Linked DNA regions of Anser cygnoides: regions 1 and 2 are each linked to region 3. Evidence: chromatin contacts called from public Hi-C data. All regions are on one chromosome and are shown on one strand. Each heading gives the region's core, a stretch centred on a gene start, on an enhancer-like site or on the middle of the called end of the contact. The rest is flanking DNA. Distances are from core to core; before and after follow the strand shown. Region 1 holds the start of NDUFAF6 (NADH:ubiquinone oxidoreductase complex assembly factor 6). Region 2 holds the start of TP53INP1 (tumor protein p53 inducible nuclear protein 1). Region 3 holds the start of LOC125184162 (GSK-3-binding protein FRAT2-like).

Region 1 (2,700 bases), core at 148-2,647, 210 kb before region 3:
AACCACTACTGCTGACCACATGTGACTTTGTGTCTTTTACAGCTGTCGGTTTGGAGACGACTATCCTGCTCCACTCCTTCCATACACACTTCGAAGCCTTCTCTCTGCTTTCATCAACAACAGCATCCAAATAGAAAGCAGGAGTCTTTACACAGCAGATGGGTTTCTTCCTCTAACCCTGTACCTTTGAACTCCTGGGGACTAGGAAACAAGCAGAGGGCGTTGCACATCGCTTGCAGCTCCAGAAGCAAAGCAGGACGCGTCCCCTGACCTGAAAGCCTCCGGCCTGTGCTCCTGCTCCTTGGGCTTTGACCAAAGGCAGATGCTTTTGAAAAGATGTTTTTGCATCCTCCCCCTCCTGCTTTAAGGTCAGGACAGCTACTTCAGGTCTGTCCAGCTGGGGGATTTCCTCTGCTCGTTTTTCCAAGGAGTCCTTGGAAAGTTTGACTATTTCCCAGTAACCAAGACCTGAAAGCACTGATTATTTTTAAATGCCCGTTTCGATGATCTTTCACTGCATAATCTGAAACAATCAAATGGAAACGTCCAATGCTTCTGAAGAAAAGCAGCTGTGAAAGAAGGAAGAAAAAAAAAAAAAACACTGTTTACAGATTAAATCAGCCTTGCAGTTCCAATATTTATCCAGCAGTTTCCACCGCAGGTTTTTATTTGCGGTCCCGATATTACTCGAGGAGAAAAGACCACAACAGGAGCAGGGCCCTGGCACTCCGCGGGGCATCTCAGGACCTCGCACGTCCCCCGAAAAGGGGAGGTCGGTGTCCCCACAACGAAAGGAGCCGGCCCACATTAAGATTTCCTCAGGCCCATCCCCGGGCCGGATTACCCTCACTGACCGGGCCGGGCTCCCCCTCACCGCCCGGCCCCGTCCCCGGCTCTCCCCACCCCCGAGGCGGGCTGGGCGGGCGGCGGAGCCCGGCCTCCCCCCCGAGCACTCACCGCAGCAGCTCGGCGCAGTACTGCACCTCTCCCCCGGGCTCCGGCCGGCTCCAGCCCGCCGCCACGGCCGCCCTGCCTTCCCTCAGCCACGGCTGCCCGCCGCGGGCCCCCGCCGCCCTCACCAGGCGGTGGCACGGCGCTGGACGAAGCCCTCCCGCGGCCATGGCGGCGGCCGCCATTTTGCCGCTCCGCCCCTCCTGTCGCTCACCCCGGCCCGCGCAGCCGAGGGGGACGGCCCCTTCCTCACCCCCTCGACGGGGAGGGTTGGGAGCGTGTCCTCTGTAAAGTGGCGGCTCCTCGGTGGTTTGGCCGCTTTTCCCCACACGATTCCCGCAGCGGGGGTCCCGCGCCCTCTTGGCTCGGCGGAGGGTGGGAGGACGCTGGGACAGGACCCTGAGGTAGCCTCAGGCGGAGATCGGCTCCGTAAAGTGCCGAAGGGTCGCAGAAGGGCCCGGTGTAAAAGTTTAAGGGAGAAGGTACCGGTAGATGGCACCCAAGAATGCGTTATTTCTGTCCGGGGTTTTTGGCCGTGCAGCCTTTTGTTGTCCTGCAAATGGCTTCCTCGGCGCCGCCCTGGCCTCAGTTTACCCCGGCTCCCGGGGCGGTCGCCGCTGGCATGGGCTTGAGCTGAATTCCCCTCAAAAGAAATTCCGGAAAACCCGGCACTCACGTGTTCAAACCCCACAAATCTGAGGAATCTGAATGATAAAAATATCCCGTTGGAGCAGTCCCAAGCTGTGACAGGCTGGGCACAGCAGTATTCGTACACAGAACATGTTCGGGCAAGAGAGCCAGCACACCACAACACAGCGGTGGCACATGAACACGGGGACAAGGGAGACCTGACACACTAGGTTAGAGCTGCCATCCCTAAAAGACACCTTAAAAGCTTCCAGGTGCAGGCTGTGGGACACTGCTGGGACCTTGTGCTGGATATGGTCCCTCTGCAGAGCTGACTCACATCACAACACGGTCATTTTAGTCTTGTAGTCACAGGCAGAGCAGTCATGTCCCTTCAAAGTTTGGCCTATCTGAGGATAAACTAACAAATTAACAAAAGTACCAACAAGCTTAAGAGCTGTTTCATCTTAAAACCATGCCAACCCAAACTGTGGGTAGTTATTAGTAGAAGTAGCAACAGACCAGCTTTCCATCCCCAGCCTTGCCATCCTCCTCCCAAGTGCCAGCTTTTCCTTCATTTAATACTACATGGAGCTGATTCAGGGGATTAAAACAGCAGAACATTCACTGCTCTCTCTTTGTTTTCTTGAGGAAGTTTTCTACCAGTTTGCTGCTCTGAATCAGTTCACTACGTGGTCAGGTGAGAATACATGCCAGCACAGGGAATTGGCACGATCAGGAGACTATGAGCTGGAAAGTGAGTAGGATCTCCCTGATCTGGGGCACTAATATGCATGTTCATTTGCTTAGCTGAAAATTATTGAAGCCACACAGTAAATATGGGGGAGGTTTTGAGTGGGCAGTGACATTCAAGTTACAAGACATCTGTTTGGAAATGAGAGCAAGCCTTTATTTTGTGTGATGACAAGACAACAAAGGGAAGAGGAGGAGAGGAAGGCTGGGAACATCATTCCAGCATTATTTGGTTTATCGATTAGTGGCTCTTGTGGGTTTATCCTGAGTCTTTCTTCGTCCCTTTCCCTCAGTTCTTTCCCTCGTCTCTGAAGTTCTCTTTGTCTTGAAACTCTGGACCTTGTTTTAAACCCTTGCTATGCCTTGAGC
Region 2 (2,736 bases), core at 104-2,603, 190 kb before region 3:
TCCCTGTACGCCACGGCCAGACATACATTGTGCCTGCTAAACACTGCTGTAGCGGGGACCCAGGCAGCAGATCATGCTTCGCATTAATGTGTAGGATCTAGAAAAATCGATGTAGTTTAAAATCACGGGGGAATATTGCCCAGCCACTTACTGCTCTTATGACATGCAGAGTGCTAGGGAAGTACACGGCAATTTTTGCAGCCACAGCAATGGCTGTGTCACTGAGCACACAGAAAGCACAACGGGCTCTCTGCTGACTTGTACCAAAAGTCTGCACCGGGCAGCTGCCTGCATTGCTGGAAGCAGTTCGCCGGCTCTGAAGATCGCTTCATAATTTATTTTTTTTTTCCGTAATGCAAATACAAACATCAGATTCCTTATGGAAAGCTTGTCAGCTTTTGTGTCCAGCAAACCCCACACCGCAGTGACCGTATTTCTTCTGCTGTCGGCCGGCCTGAACTACCAACCATTAGACTCAATAGGAAGACTAATTGATGTGAGCAACCCGGGATAAAGCGCCTGAGGCCACAACCCGCTCCGTCGCAATCACCATTAAATTTGTCGTTGACCTCAGCCAGGGCGGGATGAAACCCCCAGGCTCTTGGCCAGCAGGGATTGAAGTCCACACGTGTAATTTATTTGGTCTATAACCGCTCACGGGCCTAAGGTCTGGAGCAAAAGAGCAGAGGGCAGCTCTCGGATCTGCCCCCATCCCGCCGAGGGGATTTGGGGGAAGGCACAGCAAGGGCCGTTGCTCCCACCATTTTGTGATGACGGGCAATTAAAGGTGGAATGAGAGAAGCTGAGGAGAGCTCCATCCCTTTAATTACCTCTCAGGGGATGTTAAAATATAAACACTGGCCTTTGAACTTCACCGGGGGCTTGTCTCTTGTGTACAACCCCGGGGCTCGCCTACGCTGGCAAAACACATCATGCTAATTGATTAACGCCCAATTCTGAAATATAGCCGTCAATAATAAACAACGGCTCCTGCCTTTAATGCTTCTGTTGTCACTGACCCAGCGGCTAGACATGACGGCTCCCGTCAGCGCCGTGTGCTTTGTGCAGCTTTATTTGACGTGTCGTGACACAACGCAACCCTGGGGTAGACGATCAACCCTCTGGGGGCGTTTATTTTTTTAATTTTCAGCCTCGCGCTTAACTCGGAGCCGCTGTGACCTCCCCCTTCACCCTGAGGGAACCCAGCGGACCCCCTCAGCCCCTCAGCGGGCTCCCTCCCCGGGCAGGCACCGCCCGGGGCGCGGGAGGGGCGGAGCCTCCCCTCACAGCGCAGCCCCGCCCCCTTCCCCCCCCCCCCCCCGCCGTCACGTGCGTTAGCGACAGGCGGCGGCGGCGCCTCCCATTGGCGGAGGGGCGGGGCGGCAGGGGGCGGGGCCGCGCACCCCCCCCACAACAAAGGGCGGCGCGGGCACGGCGCGCGCCCGGCGCCGGGAGCGGCAGCGGCGGGAGCGGCCGCGCGCAGGTGGGCGCCGGGCGGGGACCGGCACCCGGGGGGGGGGGCGGCCTGGGTTTGGGATCGGGGCCCCGGGTTTGGGGTCCGTGTCCTCGTGTCCCCCCCCCCGGCCCGGTGCCTCCCTGCCGGCGCGGAGCGGGGCTGCCGGGGCGTGTGGGGCTGGTGGGAGCCGCCTGGCGGCGGCGGGGCTCCTCGCTCTGCCTCCTGCTTTATTGTTGTTATTTATTTATATATATATATTTTTCTTTTTCTGCCTTATTTTCGTTTCCCTGCACCTTCCAGAGCCGGTGCTCCCCGCTCGTTTGCGGGGTTGTTGTTTGGGGAAGGGGTTGGGGTCCCCCCCCCGTGTCCCTCCCGCTGCCTTCTGGGCCTGGACGGAGCGGTCCCGTAGCCCTCTGGCGGGGGGGGGGTTAATTAATTTAGCTTAGTTAATTATTACTTCAGTGCGCTATTGGAGCGGTGTTTAACTGTGAGAGTCCTCATGAGCTGCGGGAGCTCAGATATGAAACTGTTTTAATGTAAGGTGCATAGTAACTGCGTAGTTAAGTCACAAAATAAATAAGGAATAAGTGAAGGCTGCACGGGAGCGATGTTCAGCTGGTTTATGGCCTCGGTTTGTTGGTTAATACAGGGAGATTCACGGGCTGTAGGCAGGCTGCCGTGAGGTGGGTGAGCTTTGAGCTTCTCAGTACTGACGGGATGTTTGTGCTTCTCCAGGCTCGCTGGCTGTGCGTAGATCTAGTGGTGAGAAGCGAGCCCTGCTGTAATTAGGGACGGGAGTTGCCTCTCCTCGCTCCTTGGAGTTGCTTAGCATGTCACGGGCTGTGCGGAGATCCTGCTGGTAACAGGCAGTGAGCGTGCTGTGAACCCCTGCCTCCCCCCTTGTAGGTGGGCGGGGGGAGAAGCAGCCCCCTGGGCACCCTTGGGTGCTGCTGGAGGCACCAGGGGAGTCTGCGGGCTGAGGGGTGTGTGGGCTGAGGTGGGAAACCCCCCTTGCATCCCTCTCCCTGACCATGAGGGAGCTGGCAGGATGCTGGGGAAGGGCTCGGTGGAGCACAAAAGCTCCCTCCTCACCCAGGAGGAGGTGGGGTTGGAGGCTGGGCAGAGCTCTGCGTGGGGAGGAGGACCTGGGAGGAAGGCTGTCCTCTCCCAGGAGAGACCCAGGCTACTTCTGTGCCTCTCGCTGGGAGGAGAGACTCTGCCTGTGAGAAAAAACCTCCGCTGATACCTCAGACTGCACTAAGGAGAGGGTTTCCATGTGT
Region 3 (2,700 bases), core at 121-2,620:
ACACGTGCACACACACACAGAGTCCCTTTCATTTTGTACAGCAAGTGAAAGTAGCTCCGAAAAGCATCGACAAACAGATCAAAGGACATTCCTTCTCCTCTGCCAAGTGTTTACTTATTAACCAGGGACCCGGTGCTGATAACAGTTATGTGTGTGAGCTATTTCCATCATCCCGGCAATTCCGCTGGTTTCAAGGCCGCTCCTACCACACGCACAGACACATGAATGAGCGCATCCTGGCCCACGCTCGTAATGTTTTGAAATCCAGAAAATGCTATTTGAGGCTCGTCACGGAGACCTCGGCACTGGCTTGAATGTGACCGTGGCAAGCTGAGGGGGGAAGCAGGCTGGGATGGGAAGAGGATGGCCCGGGACGGAGCGGGTGTTGGTCTGGGGTGTCAGACAAACCATGGGTAGAAGCCTGGCAGGGTGGCGGCAGCGTAGCCTTGCTTCACTTCTGGTAAACGCTCTCTACAACTACCTGAAAGGAGGTGTGGGGAGCTGGGGGTCGGCCTCTTCTCACAGGTAACTAGTGATAGGACTAGAGGGAATGGCCTCAAGTTGTGCCAAGGAAGGTTCAGGCTGGAAATGAGGAGACATTTCCTCTCAGAAAGAGCAGTCAGGCACTGGGACGGGTTGCCCAGGGAGGTGGTGGAGTCACCGTCCCTGGGGGTGTTCAAGGAAAGGTTGGACGTGGTGCTTGGGGACACGGTTCAGTGGGTGACTGGTGGCAGGGGGATGGTTGGACCAGGTGATCTCGAAGGGCTTTTCCAACCCTAATGACTGCGTGATTTTAATTCGGATAATGCAAAATGAGGTCCCAGCGGCCTTTCTCTCTGCTGGAGGACTACAACCCAGACCACCACGCCGCCGGCTCCCAGCCGCCCCTCGCCCTGCCCGGCCCCTTGTCCTGAGGCGACCGGCGGCCCCCCCCGGCCCGGCCCCGCCGCCCCCCTCTGCCTCAGCCGCTCCCCGCCCTCCGCTGCCAATCCCCGCGGCCCCGCCCCGTGCCGAGCTGCGGGGTTTGAACGCGGGCCGCTCCACACGGACCGGGGGGGGGGGGGGAGGAGGGCGAGCGCTAAAACGACCCAAAGCGGATCCGCCGAGCGACCCCCGCCCGCCCCCCCCCCTCCGCCCTCCCCATCGCCCCCCTCACGGCATAACGGCGGCTCCGCGGGCGGGAGGCGGGCGGCTCCGCGGGCGGCTCTCCCCTCGCTCTCCCCGCCGTAACCCCCCCCCCGCTCGCTCTCGGTGGGAGGCGCCGCAGCTCCCGCGTCACCCATTGTTTACAAACGGAGCGCAGCGGGGCCGAGCTCCAGCCTCGGCCGCGGCCGCCGGAGCCGCGCGTGCTGCAGGGCGCCCCCCCGCCCCCCTTCCCCTCCCCGGCCGCCCTCCCCCCGGTCCCCCCCTTCCCCTCCCCGGGCCGCGATGCCGTGCCGGCCGGGCGAGCGCTTCGTGCTGCTCGAGCGGCCGGCGGCCGCCCCGCAGGCGGGCCCCGAGGAGGTGGACGCGCTGGTGGCCAAGCTGGGCGAGGTGCTGCAGCTCAGCGCTCAGCAGCGGGCTCCCCGCGGAGCCGCCAAGCACCCGGGGCCGGGCAGCGCCCGGGACCGCGCCGCCCCTTACTCGCCGCGCTGCCCCTCGGCGGCCGGCGTCGGAGGAGGCTGCGGGGCCCCGGCTCAGCCGCCGCCGCCGCGGGTCGCCAAGCAGCTGTGCGGCCGCGGCTGGCTGCGGAGCGCCGCCCGACGGAGGAAGGAGCAGCGGCAGCGGCAGCAGCAGCAGCGGCGGCAGCGGGCGGCGGACGGGCCGGCGGCGGACGGGCCGGCGGCGGACGAGGAGGACGACGACGACCCGCACCGGCTCCTGCAGCAGCTCATCCTCTCCGGGAACCTCATCAAGGAGGCCGTGCGGCGGCTGCAGCTGGCCGTGGCGGCCTCCTCCGCCTCCTCCGCCTCCTCCTCAGCCTCCTCTTCCTCGGCGGCCAGCGGCGGGGACGGCGAGGCGCTGCGGGCCCTGCAGTAGCACCCCCCCCTTCCCCCCCTCCTCCGGGCGAGCTGGGCTGAAGGAGAAGCCGCCAGCGGGGGCTTGGGGGGCTTGGGGTGAGGACCTAACCCCCCTGCCTCCTCCTCCTCTTCCTCCTCTTCCTCCCTCGCCCGGGGTCCCGCTCCGGCCGGAGCCATCTGCAATAATCCCGTGTGGTGGTGGCCCTGGGGGGTGCCCGGCCCCCTCCCCGCAGGGTTGGCCGGGTGGCGGTGTTATTTTTTTTTAATTTTATTTTAAATGTTCTATTATTTCCCTCCTCCCCCCCCCCCCCCCCCCTTCTCTCTCTCCCGTCGTGACTGTATGAAGCAGTTTTGAAAAAATGTGAATATCGAAGCTGGAAGGCAGCTGGACTTATAATTGTAACGCCTGAGGAGTGAATGGAGCCAGAGATGCATTGTTCGCATAAGGTAGCCGAAACAAGTTTTTTTTCTACAAAAAAAGAAGAAAAAAAAACCTCAGAAAACAAATCCACCCCTCCCCGACAAACTCAATGGCTCAACTACAAGATGCGGCTGTTGATTAAATATATGCACTTCGTACCGGAGCGTTTGAAATGTGTTCCTGATTTACAGGACTTACTGTCTTAATTAACCTGTCTGTATTGAATAAACGTGGTCTTGTTTTTATTTTGGGGTCTGTGTCTCATTGTTAAGGGGGAAG

What was found. A called contact is a pair of places that touch in the nucleus more often than the background predicts.
Region 1: a Hi-C map of liver shows a contact between it and region 3, with 2.7 times the contacts expected there. The contact joins the promoter of NDUFAF6 here to the promoter of LOC125184162 in region 3. A contact is called at or near these places in 2 of 7 Hi-C or Micro-C datasets (granulosa cells and liver).
Region 2: a Hi-C map of liver shows a contact between it and region 3, with 8 times the contacts expected there. The contact joins the promoter of TP53INP1 here to the promoter of LOC125184162 in region 3. A contact is called at or near these places in 2 of 7 Hi-C or Micro-C datasets (both in liver).

Annotation. Positions count from the first base shown.
Region 1 is chr2:139,300,062-139,302,761 of Taihu_goose_T2T_genome, reverse strand. It overlaps NDUFAF6 (NADH:ubiquinone oxidoreductase complex assembly factor 6), which reads right to left and starts at 1,397. Exons shown (of 9, transcript XM_066990608.1): 1 at 1,205-1,397.
Region 2 is chr2:139,283,045-139,285,780 of Taihu_goose_T2T_genome, reverse strand. It overlaps TP53INP1 (tumor protein p53 inducible nuclear protein 1), which reads left to right and starts at 1,353. Exons shown (of 4, transcript XM_066990605.1): 1 at 1,353-1,483.
Region 3 is chr2:139,088,412-139,091,111 of Taihu_goose_T2T_genome, reverse strand. LOC125184162 (GSK-3-binding protein FRAT2-like) reads left to right here and starts at 1,370. Exons shown (of 2, transcript XM_066990598.1): 1 at 1,370-2,096; 2 at 2,350-2,666. The coding sequence starts at 1,429. The coding sequence ends at 2,019. It overlaps LOC136789781 (a long non-coding RNA gene), which reads right to left and starts at 1,240. Exons shown (of 3, transcript XR_010828720.1): 1 at 1,157-1,240.